Regions from separate parts of the Mus musculus genome. Here all the other regions are linked to region 1. A link is a contact called in public HiChIP or PLAC-seq and promoter capture Hi-C data. All regions are on one chromosome and are shown on one strand. The core of a region is the stretch at or near the end of the contact, and the rest is flanking DNA. Distances in the headings are between cores, read along the strand shown. Region 1 holds the start of Tm2d3 (TM2 domain containing 3). Region 2 holds the start of Ttc23 (tetratricopeptide repeat domain 23). Region 3 holds the start of Mcee (methylmalonyl CoA epimerase). Region 4 holds the start of Adamts17 (a disintegrin-like and metallopeptidase (reprolysin type) with thrombospondin type 1 motif, 17).

Evidence for each region. Promoter capture Hi-C pulls out the DNA fragments that hold promoters and counts their contacts. HiChIP or PLAC-seq counts read pairs in DNA pulled down with a chosen protein or histone mark.
Region 2: a promoter capture Hi-C map of pre-B cells shows a contact between it and region 1. The contact joins the promoter of Ttc23 here to the promoter of Tm2d3 in region 1. A contact is called at or near these places in 4 of 39 promoter capture datasets (the C10 cell line, embryonic stem cells, liver and 1 more), 1 of 484 Hi-C or Micro-C datasets (regulatory T cells), 1 of 115 datasets of contacts at active chromatin or transcription factors (astrocytes) and 2 of 9 other capture datasets (adipose tissue and liver).
Region 3: a promoter capture Hi-C map of pre-B cells shows a contact between it and region 1, with 3 times the contacts expected there. The contact joins the promoter of Mcee here to the promoter of Tm2d3 in region 1. A contact is called at or near these places in 4 of 39 promoter capture datasets (the C10 cell line, erythroid cells, liver and 1 more), 1 of 484 Hi-C or Micro-C datasets (CD4 T cells) and 1 of 9 other capture datasets (liver).
Region 4: a contact with region 1 is called in an HNF4G HiChIP or PLAC-seq map of pancreatic cancer cells. The contact joins the promoter of Adamts17 here to the promoter of Tm2d3 in region 1. A contact is called at or near these places in 2 of 39 promoter capture datasets (hippocampal neurons and pre-B cells), 2 of 115 datasets of contacts at active chromatin or transcription factors (astrocytes and pancreatic cancer cells) and 1 of 9 other capture datasets (liver).

Annotation. Positions count from the first base shown.
Region 1 is chr7:65,691,872-65,694,980 of GRCm38.p6, reverse strand. Tm2d3 (TM2 domain containing 3) reads right to left here and starts at 1,564. Exons shown (of 5, transcript NM_026795.3): 1 at 1,412-1,564. The coding sequence starts at 1,502. It overlaps Gm33234 (a long non-coding RNA gene), which reads left to right and starts at 1,539. Exons shown (of 2, transcript XR_391545.3): 1 at 1,539-2,130. It overlaps Tarsl2 (threonyl-tRNA synthetase-like 2), which reads right to left. Exons shown (of 19, transcript NM_172310.2): 19 at 2,888-3,109.
Region 2 is chr7:67,645,782-67,648,890 of GRCm38.p6, reverse strand. Ttc23 (tetratricopeptide repeat domain 23) reads right to left here and starts at 1,481. Exons shown (of 11, transcript NM_001168475.1): 1 at 1,046-1,481.
Region 3 is chr7:64,391,006-64,394,114 of GRCm38.p6, reverse strand. Mcee (methylmalonyl CoA epimerase) reads right to left here and starts at 1,493. Exons shown (of 3, transcript NM_028626.2): 1 at 1,272-1,493. The coding sequence starts at 1,317. It overlaps Mphosph10 (M-phase phosphoprotein 10 (U3 small nucleolar ribonucleoprotein)), which reads left to right and starts at 1,879. Exons shown (of 11, transcript NM_026483.2): 1 at 1,879-2,009. The coding sequence starts at 1,921.
Region 4 is chr7:66,838,308-66,841,416 of GRCm38.p6, reverse strand. Adamts17 (a disintegrin-like and metallopeptidase (reprolysin type) with thrombospondin type 1 motif, 17) reads right to left here and starts at 1,682. Exons shown (of 23, transcript NM_001033877.4): 1 at 1,506-1,682; 2 at 799-1,169. The coding sequence starts at 1,581. Gm33627 (a long non-coding RNA gene) reads left to right here and starts at 1,626. Exons shown (of 4, transcript XR_391554.2): 1 at 1,626-1,710; 2 at 2,621-2,705.

The sequences.
Region 1 (3,109 bases), core at 315-2,814:
GGTGTGATTAGTAAAACGTCTCTCCTTCCTGCTTCCCACATGGCCATGAAAACTATAAGTGCTCATTGAGAGACAATGTGGGCCCAGGTCAGACCCAAGAGCTATTAGCACAGAGGACAAACTAAAGCTTGGATAAGGCAGAGTCTATGCAAAATACCAGAGGACATGTTGGACAGAACTGGAACCAGAACACACAGCTCTCCAAATCCAATCCAATGTCCTTTCCAGCAAAAGTTACTGATGGAAAAATGAAGCCCGGACACGCCCCCTTCGGCGCGCCCCCACCACAAAAATGACAACACCCTCAGCCCTCCAATTCTAGAAAATACTGGTGTTAGTATATACGTCGAAATAAAAATCTGTGAAATGCCTCTGCCAGTTTCAAGTCCAATCCCTGAAATAATAGGACTCCAAACAGATGAACCTAAAGAGCTAGCGGACAGTTAGCAAAACAGGAATACTTGGAAGTGACATGAAGTGGCTAACGCTATAAATACCATTTCCCACTATTGTTCCTATCTCCATGTGGCCCGAGGTTGGAAGGTTCAAATCACAAGGCTGAAAAGGCCTTAAATCAAGATAACTACAGTGGCTGCAAAGGTGAGGAAACAAAGATCCCTCAAAGCCCGATCTCACCCGGATTATCCTCCAGGTATCTATCCAACCTTCTTAACCCAGCACATCATATAACATTAGGGAAGCATTGTAGAGTTCGGTGTTTGGTTGGTTGGTTTTTAACTCAAGGGAAAACAGTACTGGCTAAAGAACTGGAAGAGAGTGGAAAATAAAAAATAAACAGAAACGAAGAGTCCTGTAAGGCTGGATGAAGAGGTAAGTCATAGATTTCAAAAAGACCAAAACTGTCTACTGAAAGCGGCTGTCTGCCCTTAATTTACATATCTAAACAACACCACATCTAACAGCCAAAACCAAAAGGCGACTTCTTATACTAAAGAAACCTGTATCGAAAACAAAGGGGGGCGGGCAACTACTCCTTATAAATATGCACATTTACTAGAATAGAAAACGTCTAGTACCTGCTGCCCTGGGAACTACAGAGAATGTACGTGTTGGGCCCGGATCCTTTATTGCCTGAGCCAGCGGCTGCGAATGCTCTAAATTTAAGGATCCTACAATTAGAAAGGCATGTTATCATGGGATAGGATACCCTTGGTTTGTGTGCTTAACAGGTAGGGGCTGCACTGGGCATCTACGGCTCAAGAAACGGAAATGACGGGGTCGACTGGGGTTCTGGGCTACCGACTCAGGGAACACCGGTTTTCGGGGCGGGCTGGAGCGCAGTGCTGCGGCCTCGGGCTGCGGCGCCCAGGCGTCGGTCGCCGGCCTCCTGCGGCTCCGGGGACCCCCTTGCCACCAGCTCACCCGGTGCGGCCCCCAGCCTTGAACTCACCATCTCCCGACAGAATGTAGCACTGGGACAGGAAAAGCAGCACGCGGGACAGGTGGCGGACAGACCGCAGCGGCTCGGCCGCAGCCTCCATTTTTGTCGCTGCGCGTGCGCACTTCCGGGCCAGGAGGCGGGGCTGTGGTGGGGGCGCGCCGAAGGGGGCGTGTCCGGGCGCGGCCCGCAGGCGCACTGCTGCGGGGCGCCGCCGGCGGGTGTCATTGCTTCCCAGCTCGGAGGTTGGGTGGTCTCCTTGTCGCCGTGCTCTGAGTGCTGTTGGCCAAGGGAAATGAATGAAACTGGGGACCCGCAGCAGCAGGAAGTAGCTCGGACCAGAATAGCCCCTCACTGCCTTTGAAGAGATGCCCTTCTCTTTCCATTGGGAGTCTGGGAAACGGTTGTGATGCGATGTGGTTAGCCCATTTTAGTTCCGCTGACCCATGAAGCCAGGGAAGCAGCTCCAAGAGTCCCATGCACCAGGACCCAGGGCTCCTGCCTTAGGTTTTACCACAGCCTGTTGGGGGACACGCGGAGTTTAGAGTTCCTCTGAGACTGGAAAAACAGGTTAGGTCTCAGGGCCTGGGACAAGAGCCAAGTGTGTGGAATTTTCACGTAGGAGCAGAGTCCAACCCCAAACTGGCCAGGAGAGCAACCTCGAGGAGGGGGAGCTGCTCTCTGCAACCTACGTTGTTTCTATGGCATATACTTCAGGAAGCATGCTGTTGGTATGTCTCTCTCTGTTGACTTGCACTTTGGGGTCCCCAAATTCCCACTTGCACATCTGATAAGTGAAAAAGTACATGAAATGGTGTTCGGCGCACAACAATCCTGCAGTAAATGTTAGCTTTAAAAATGGTTACAATTCGCACCCTACACCCTCACACTGGTTTCATCTATGATGCTTCACTCTTCATGTTCAGGAGAATCAATAATATATCAAAGACTGATGCTTCTCTGCATCTAATTTGAATTCTGCTGCACCTAGTGAAATAAATCTGTAACTAATTTCTCTTTGGCATAACGGTATTTTAATTAAGTGCCAAGACAATAAGGTTGAAATCGGAACTACAGGGTCTGGAGAGCTGAGTCGGCAGTTAGGAGCACTGGCTGCTCTTCCAGAGGACCTAGATTTGATTCCCTGCACCCACCTGCGGCTCACAATCACCCAGAACTACAGTTCCAGGAATCTGGCACCCTCTTCTGACCTCTATAAGCACAAGACACTCTTGCAGTGCCCAGACAACAGACAAAATACCCATGCACACAAAATAAAAATAATTTAAATATATCAGAAATGCAGTCCAGAGGCACAGACAGGCAAATCTCAGTGAGTTCTAGGCCAGCCAGAACTACATCGTGAAACCCAGTCTTGATTTAAAAAAAAAAAAATCAGAAATATACTCGATTCAACATACAAGTGAAACACCCCAGGAAAGCAGTGGTTCAACTCCAGGCAAGCGTCCAACAATGGAACATACCGAGGCTCTAGAAACACCATGTGATGCATTTTATTTAGGACTTTAGTGTTTCTAAAGATAAATATAATGAATTATGATTAGAAGCATTAAAACTGTAACTCTTAACTCACAATGCAAATAACAGATTGTACAAAATCTCTTTGAGGTTTCATAGTCCTTTGCCACTAACAGGATATTAGTACTTCTCTTATGATTGCACACTAAATGAAATAGCAATTCCAGCTTT
Region 2 (3,109 bases), core at 232-2,731, 2.0 Mb before region 1:
CAAAATGTCTCAAGAGACTTGGCTATAGATCTGTACGACAATTGAGATTACTAAGCTCTGGCCTTTGCCCTGGCACAATCTTAAACTGCAATTTTCATATTGAAAACCCACAACTGAACTCCTTAATTCTAGTGACTGGTTCTTCATGTAAATTCCTGTGCTTTTTTTTTTTTTAAGTTATTTAAATAAAGCATTATTATCTTTTTAACCATGGTTTTCAATGAACCTCTTGCTGCAATCAGAGGCAGCTCTGTCAAGGCCGCAGCAGCCTTGTAGAGTGTTACTTCCCTCTCCTGTGCCTACTGCAAATCCAAGGGCTCTGAGCTCCTGATGCACGAAGCATCACAGGTTGAGAGATGGCTCAGTGGTTAAGAGCACTGACTGTTCTTCTGGAGGTCCTGAGTTCAAATCTCAGCAACCACATGGTGGCTCACGGCCATCTGTAATGGGGATCCGATTCTTTCCTCTGGGGTGTCTGAAGACAGCTACAGTGTACTTACATATAATGATAATAAAATCTTAAAAAAGAAGAAATATGTAGACTCTTTCATTGAAAGTCTCTGAGCCCCGTTTGTCCAGAGCCTTGGTGTGAACTTCTGGAGTTTTACTGTTTTATGTCCTCATAGGCAAATTAAGTGTGACAATATAAGAAACAGTTCTAATATATTCCCGAACTTTATATTTTAATATTAATTAAAGTACCTCTGAGAACATGAATACTGGATTTCTTTTTGGGAGAATTTATCCACTTGCTGATTCTGATATAGCATACACAAAATTAGGTTTTGCTTGGTCATAGGCAAATCCACTCCTTAATTTTCAACTTTACAAATATTTGCCCAATTTGAGTTCAAAGTCAACTGTAATTTTTCTTCTCTAAGCAGATGGCTTGCATATTAGGTCTGTTACAATGCACAGACCCAACTATCCATTTGATTAAAAAAACCAAAAATATGAAATGTCTAAATCCACATTAAAGCAACAAATAACGGCAAAGCACAACTTTTTTTGACGCAAAATATGATCCACAATTAATTTTACTTACCTTACAAAATTCCACTGATAACCTGGGAATTGCATTTCCACCTTCATTCTAAAGACAAAAGAGCTCTGATGCCTCTCCCTCCAGCCACGCTCAGCACCAGGTGTTTCCTCTGGTTTTCTTTGGACGTTCCTTTAAAACTAGCAAAACAAAACACCTGGAAAGTTTCCTTAAGGCTCAGTATCTGCAACTTTGTCGTAAAATCCTTTGTGAGTTTAGCGGTCCCATGGAGAGAGAGTCCTTTTCCTTTTCACAGTTCTCTTGAAAATCTGAGTTGCCAATTTGGCTCCCTCTGTATCAAGTTAAGGATTCTACAGCCTGATAACCACAGACAAGTCTAAACAGAGCAGTTTCGTCCTAAAAAAAACCCAGCATTTTTCCATAAAGCAACCCGGTACTTAACAAAACTCCAGGCCAAAGAAAGAATGATAGCTTCTTCACCAATAGGGAGTGGAGAAGAGAAGTTTGTCAAACTTTGTAATCCAATCCCTGGAAGCCAGAGGTGGGAATTTTAGATCAGGGGCAGCCTTTTCCTTGGAATTTTCTTAAAGTGGTATCGCTGACTTGTTGAAGTTAAAAGTTGCCAGAGATTGTAAAATAAATAAATAAATAAATAAATAAATAAATAAATATTTTAAAAAATCCATTTAGAGTCTTATTTTTTAAATATGTAAATTGATCTTCCGCAAAACAACTAAATTTCTAACAGTGGTCATACTATCAATATAGGAATTTTAACATCAATTTGGAGAGGGAGTAAAAGCTATTTTAACATGATTCACTTTTCATGAGCAAAATTTGGACCTCAATGTGCAAAATTAAGACAAAAACTAAGAAGCTGACTCCAGAAATGTTTTCTATTATTCCTTTTCTTGTGAACTCCAATTATTAGTATTATATATACATGTATATTGAAATCATAATTACATCGCTTCCCTTTTCTTCCCTTCTGACCAAGCCTCCCATGTAGCCCTCCTTTGCTCTCTTTCATATTCATGGCCTCTTTTTTCTTTAATTGTTGTTGTTAGTTGAGAGAGAGAGAGTTTTCAGGGCTGGCCATTTGGTATTGGTTAATCAGTTGATGTGCTTTTCCTGGGGGAATACTATTTCTCCTGAGCTCAGCATTCTTTAGTTACCTGTAGTGTCATATTATTTTTACTTACAGATAATTAGATAGATGGCTGGATAGTTAAAATAAGGATGCCTAACAAGAAGCCCCTATGCAAATTAACAAACATCCTTTTGTTTTTGTTTTGTCGAGCCAGGACTGATCAAAAGCTCATCAATTTTTTTTAAAGGACAAAGAATAAGGTTTTCTGTTTGTTTTTAAAAAGATGTATTTATTTTATGTATGTGCATACACTGTCTCTCTCTTCAGACAACCCAGAAGAAGGCATCCGAGTCCATCAGATTAATTAGATGGTTGCGAGACACCATGTGGTTGCTGGAAATTGAACTGAGGACCTCTGAAAGAGGAGTCAGTGCTCTTAACCCCTGGGCCATCTCTCCAACCCCCAAAGGGTAAGTCCTAATGGGGGGCGGGGGATGGATTTGAGACACCTCATGTACATAATGGGTTTCGTCAAACAATAGAGTTAAGTCTTAGAGGAAATTTTAAAGATCGAAAGTTGTTGCATCTCTGTGCACTGCATTTAAAAAAATGTTCACTTTTCTTCCCTGGTACTGGGGCTTGACCTGAGTGCCTCTACTGAGCTACGCACCTGCACCCTTTCTTTTTGAAATACTTGTGATTGGTTTCACCTACAGCCTCAGCCTTAGAGTAGCAGAGGCTTGCTGCATCAGAACAATCGGGTTTTTAGTCTTAAGGTATTCATCGACCGTCTACTTAGCCATACAGGAACTGCCAGGTTATTTCACCAAATTGTGATTGTCCTCAGTTATTTCTCACACTAGGGCCTGTTTCTTTTTAAATTTTTATTTACGAGGCAGTGCCTTCACGTAGCTGAGGCTGGCCTTTACTCCTGTCTCCACTTTCAGATCACTGGGATTCAGGCGTGCAGCACCATGCCTGCGCCACGCTTGTCTAAAGGTAGACACCACCTTCGG
Region 3 (3,109 bases), core at 244-2,743, 1.3 Mb after region 1:
TAGTATGTCTGACGAGTAATGCCTAATTTCTGAGAGAGAGCTTGCTAAGAGAGGAGTGATTCTGCTTTAGTAGATATTTACAAAAAAACAAACAAACAAACAAACAAAAAACCCAACGTATGATGAGTGAGCTAAGAAGGTGGCTTATATTTGACCCGGCATATATACAACAGGGAGTATTAGCAAAACTCCAGCATTAACTGTTAATCAGAAAATCATTTTCACTTTTGTGCTCTGGCTTTTGCTACAATATACATACACACAGTACTAAGGTGTTTTTGTTTTTGTTTTTGGACAGGGTTTCTCTGTATAGCCCTGGCTGTCCTGGAACTCACTTTGTAGACCAGGCTGGCCTCGAACTCAGAAATCCACCTACCACTGCCTCTGTGATTAAAGGTGTGCGCCACCATGCCCAGCTTTATTTATTTATTTTTTTTGCGCGGGGGTGGGGGGGTGGGGGGGTGGGGTGTTTGTGGCCCATGACTTTGCCTTGGAGACTTGTTTGTTAATGCAGACGAGGAATTTTGTGATTGACTGGAAAGGCTAGAGGGTTCCACAAAAACCAAATTCAACCTAAGAGCAGACTTGGAAAGATGACTAGTTTCCACAGGTGAGCAGACAGAACTCTCCAGGCCTTCCAGTTCATTCGCCTAACACCCTTTAAGCATGCTAGCTAATGGATTTGTCACAATTGTAGCAGAGTAACTCTGGAACCATACTGCCGTATATTTTCTTCCAGGTAGACAATCTCAGACTGAGGGTAGTAACTGCCATCATGAAGAAAGAAGAAAATGGAAGAGAAAGTGAGACAGGCGGGAAAGTTGGGCATCTGTCACCAAGATTCTGCTTATCGATAAAAGAGATGGAGGTCGAAAGAATTCAAGGAACTTACAAATCCTTCCGCTTGTTCCTTTCCTGCTCATGTCAGATGAAAACATTTAGTGTGGTACGTGTGTAAAACAGGCTTGGAGTCACTTTCAGGACTCGCCACTTTGCTCTTTTCTCCTATCTCTTAGAGCACACATATAATAAATAACTCAAGTCCCCTCTAGATTTACTGCAAGTCCTGACTTGCTGTGTTCCTAGGCAGATTACCTGTTTGGTCCACGTTTGCCAAGGGCAACCCCTGTGCACAGAGGACAATAAGGAACTCCCGTGCTAAGAGAGTGCAGCTCCGGGAGCCCAACACTTCAGACCCAGGCCTTGGCCACCCGCGGCCTCCCGTCCAGCGTGCCCCGCACCCGGAGCCCCTGATGGTGCCCCGTATTCACCTGTAGCGCCCGCAGCCAACGCGGCGGCCTTCACTACACGCCTCATGTCCAGAAGCTACAGGCTTGCACAGCGACCTAGGGCAGAGACAACTGGGAGAGTGGGCAGGGGGCGGGGACTGAGGCCCGGGGCGTGTCAAAGCTGAAGTGGGCGTGGAAACGGGGCAGGGACGGGGCGCGAGTCCGGGGTGCCCAATACCCTTCAGGGAGCTAGACCGCTGAAGAGAGCTGGGCGAGCAAGGGGCGGGGCGTGAGACCTGGGGCGGGGTCACGAGACGCGGAGCTTGACTGACGGCGGGACGAGCGGGGGAGTGGCGGGTGCGGCGTGAAGCGACCTTCTTTTTCGTTACATTAAAATACTTATTGTATCGAATGCAAAAGCAGAAAGCAATCACGCGACACCACTGTGGTCTTAGAAATACAAAACATTTGGAGAAAGTGCCAAGGCGCTTGAGATGACCAATGGCTCTTTTCGGTGGTCTGCCCCACCCCTACGCATGCCCAATAGAAGTGTTTGCGGCTATAGGCCGGAACCTGTGTGTGGCGGAACTTTAGGCTCTGAGCTTCAGGTTGCATAAGGCGTGTGTTTGGCGTACTGCTTCCGGCCGGCCGGCCGGCTCGCAGCACTCGCGTGGTGCCGTAGTGTGTAGCTATGGCGCCTCGCGTGTTTCGTCGACAGACTCTGGAACGGTGTCTGAGGGAAATCAGGAAAGCCACCAACCGACCGGAGTGTTTCCTCACGTAAGTACAGATCCAGGTCTGGGAGAGAGCAGCGCGCATCTCACCGGTGCTGGGCGGGCCAGCATATGGCAACTTCTGAAAGCCAGGAAGGGAAAGTACAGGTCGCTTAGCCCCAACTTCAGACAGTTTTTGCTCCGTTGGCCTGTCAAAATGCTAAAAGTAAAAGCGGCTCGGTGCAGATTTCCTAGTTGTGGGCTATTGCACTAAGCCCAGTTATTCGCGTCCAGAGAGGCTCATTGAGGGCGGAATATGCTTTCTGAATTTGTCCCCAAAATACACACTGAAAGTACGTACTTGTTGCTTGTCAATGCATTTTCATGACTTGTGGTGGAGACCCACAGCCAGACAGTAGACGAAGCTCGGAGAAGCCCGCAGAAGAGGGAGGAGGGGTGACTGTAGGAGCCATAGGGGTCCCAGGACACCACAAGAACATGGCCCACAGAATCCACTAACCAGGGCTCAGGGAGGGGCCCACAGAGACTTTACTGGCTATCAAGGAGCCTGCGCTGGTTAGCGCTGGGTCCTCTGCATATATATTGTGATTGTTAAGCTTGGGATTTTTGTGGAACTTGTAGCAGTGGCAGTAGGCTCTTGGAGCTCTTGTACCCCTGCCGGATTGCCTTGAAATGAGGGGTTGTGTTTGGTTGATATCTCTGGAAGCCTACTTTTTCTGAAGAGAAACGGAGGAGTACTGTGGATCTGGAGGAGGTGAGGAGGGAGAAGAGGCTGCAATTGGGATGCTTTGTAGGAAAGAAAAATAAATTTAAAAAAAATAGGAGAGACTTCTTTCTTCCCAGCACTTTGATTAAGTTCTGTAAAATTATGACTCTGACTTATTATTTTTTAAATATTTTTTATTATTACGTATTTTCCTCAGTTACATTTAGAATGCTATCCCAAAAGTCCCCCATACCCTCCCCACTACTTCCCTACCCACCCATTCCCCATTTTTTGGCCCTGGCATTCCCCTGTACTGGGGCATATAAAGTTTGCGTATGACTCTGACTTATAATGAAAATCTTAGCAACAGTATCACAGACTCATTGTGTCCAAAATAGAGCTCCTTACCCCCTCCTGTACTCTTCTCTCCCCTGAAGTCA
Region 4 (3,109 bases), core at 433-2,932, 1.1 Mb before region 1:
CAGGCTTTGGGGGGTGGGGAGGGCAAACCATCTGCCAGCCACGTGCTCTTCTTGGGGGCACCCTGGAGAAGCAGAGAAGAACTTGGCTGGGCACCAACGTAGCCAAGTGCTCAAGTGTGAGCACAAAGACAGCAAAACCACCCCAAACTTCTGTGCCTCTCCGTGCACTTGTCACAGGTGTCTCAACAAGGCGAGGCAAGGTCTTCGAGAAGAAAAAGAGTAAGAGCAGGGCTTTCCCCTGGGACAGGTGAGCACCGCACAGTTCTCACCGAGGGAGCATCCAGATAAATAAATACCTACTGCAGAGTAAGGCACTAGAGATACTGACAACAGTTCCTCTCTTGGTCTTACCTTTTCAGCTAGCAAAAATGAGACTAACCATGGCCTGCCTGGGGTCCCCTCCTAATGTAAGAAGGCTCAAGGGACAGAAGAGAAGTGCTTAGATACCCCATTCCTAGACAGGGAATGAACACTTTAGAGCTTCCCCATAACGTGCAGAAAACATACACACCTGTGCTGATGCTGTCAGAGTGGGAACGACAGGTTCATATTCTTTCCTCTAGGTGAGCTATAGCTAATTTCTCAATGCAACCCCACCTCGGCCAGGTTCAGGACACAACAGAAGCCAGGACAATAACAGGCCTTCCCCTGTGTTCTCTCTCCTAGGAAGGCACAGTCTGAAAGGGCCAAGTGAAGGAGATGGGAAGGTAGGTCTTCTCCCGCCCAGCCCTCCGCGGGACCACCCCAGGAGAAGTAACAGACTGGGCAAGGCAGACCCATAGGGGGCGCGGGCAATACCAGGCCGCCGGCGGCGCCGCAGGCGCTGAGGGAGACGAGGGAGCCCGGGTGGCCCAGGACTCGTCCGGAGTAGAAGCACAGCTCGGCAGGATGTCCGCTGCGCCCCGAGACACCCGCCTCCTCCACCTCGAAGCCTGGGGACAGGAAACGCAGGTCGCGATGCAGCTGCAGGTATAGGTCGCGCCCAAAGGCCGGCAGGTGCAGTAGCAGGGCGCGCTCTCCTTGCCCTGCTCGATGGCCACCTGGAGATGCTCGCGGTCGCCGCCACCGCCGGAGCCCCGCTGCTCCCGGCAGCAACTGCAGGTGCACGTCCTCGGGGCGCAGCCGCCTCGGGAGCACCACCTCCACGTCGGCCGCCGCGTCGCCGACAGCTGCGGGGAGAGAGGACACGCGTCAGCACCAGCCTGGCCACCAGGGCTGCCGGCCGCTCCGGCGCTGACTCGCAAGGCTCCGTGGGTATCGCGCAGCCGTGACCCCGCACTCCCTTCCCTCCCCGAGCCGGGCCTCTCCAAGCTGGCGAAGCCACTCGATCGCACCGGGGGTCAGCTCGCCATCCGCGTGCCGAGAGGGAACCAGAGACCAGTTCTCCGGCCGCGGCCTTCACTCTCCTCCTCAGGGGATGCTGTCAGCGGTCCACCTATGCACCCGGGCGCCGGGATGCTTCGGGAAGGCACCGGGAAGGTGGCCGCGAGAGCTAGGAACGCTACCTGTGCCCGGGTCCAGCCCCCACACCAGCAGCAGCAAGGACAGGACGAGAGGGGGCAGCAGGGTGCCGTCACACATGGTACTTGGGACCAGCAGCCCCCAAGACTGTAGTGATAGAGCAGGGACTCGCGAGGCGGCGAAGCCAACCGGAGTGCAGCCCTGCAGCCTTTGGAAAAAGTAATTAGCGCTGCGGACAAACCCAACATGGTAAATACTAAGCCCCACCTTCTCCTTGGAAAGTAGGCGGTGATTGGGCTTTTGCTTTTCTCTGCCCCGCCTTCCCTGTCCGTATTGGTTAGGGCCGGTCGAAACCAACGTGCGTAGTTAGGTTGTAAGCACTTTCTTACACGTGGTTTCTAGGCAGTAGGTAGGCTGTGACACCAGGTGGCAGGCGCGAGCCGGCTCAGCTGCAGCATCTTGGAGCAGCCAGGAGGACACCAGCCTGGTCTTCAGTTTGTTCACATTTGGGAGATCACCTTTGAGGCTTCCTAGGAAGATAGGCCAGACCAACCAGTTCAGTACAAGAAAAAGAAAATCTCTATGTATTGAAGTGACTCCTATTTTTGATTAGTTTGGGCTGGAAAGACGCAGCCCAGTGTTCCTAGCACACCTGAATTCATGCCTGACTTCTATATCTATGGTGTTTGTCCACACCCCGCAGGCTTCTTGCAGTCTATACTTTCACAGAATCCAAGAAGGTGAGAGCATAATAACACTCCCCTGAAGACTGGGAAACTGAGAAAAAGGAAATGTAAGGAGCCTGCTTAAATTGGACAGCTAGTATCTGTCAGAGCCGTGTCTTGTGTCTGTGATCCTGACTTTAGGTCAGGTGTGTTTAGGGAGGTATATTAGCTGCGCTTTGCATCGCAGGACCCTGGAGAGCTGAGAGGCAGAGCCTGAACTTGAACCCAGCCTTTCACGAACAGAATGAGTGTTCAATTTTCCAGCAGAATCTAGCCAGATATTATCCCTAGCAGACCCCTATGGGTAATCCCATTGGCCTCTTTAAAATTGTCCTACAGATAGCAGGACTGACTGAGCACAGGGATACCACAGCAGTCACAGATGGCTCCTCATCTCTCCCTTTTTGTCTGTTTGCTTGCTTGTTTTCAAAAAGGCCCCTACTCACCCCTCATCACAGGATCCAGACTTCATCACAGGGCTGAATTACCAGAAAGCATCCAGAGACGAGGTAAACACTGGTGAGTTTCCCTAAGTTTGGTGCCCCTGTCCTGGTAAGCTGTCTGCAGCTCTCCACAAAGGCGTATCACAGAATGTGCTGCCGAGCCAGTCTCTGATCTAGTGGCTGTCACTCACCGGTTGGCACCCTCGGGTGACTGGCAGCATGGGTCAGGCTCTGTTGGTGGCTATGAATGAGTAGGGCTTTGCCTCACTTGACCATGAGAATTTGACTGTGACCTCAACCATGTCATGGGAAACAGGAAGAAAAGGAGAAGCCTTAGCCCTGTGTGAGTGTGTGTGTGTGTGTGTGTGTGTGTGTGTGGTCAGACAGCAGCTAGCTATTCTGACAGCCCAGGAATGTTTTTCTTCTGAGAGTTGTTCAGTTTTTTCTCTGTAAATCAAGGAGCTAAGCTATACTGCCTCC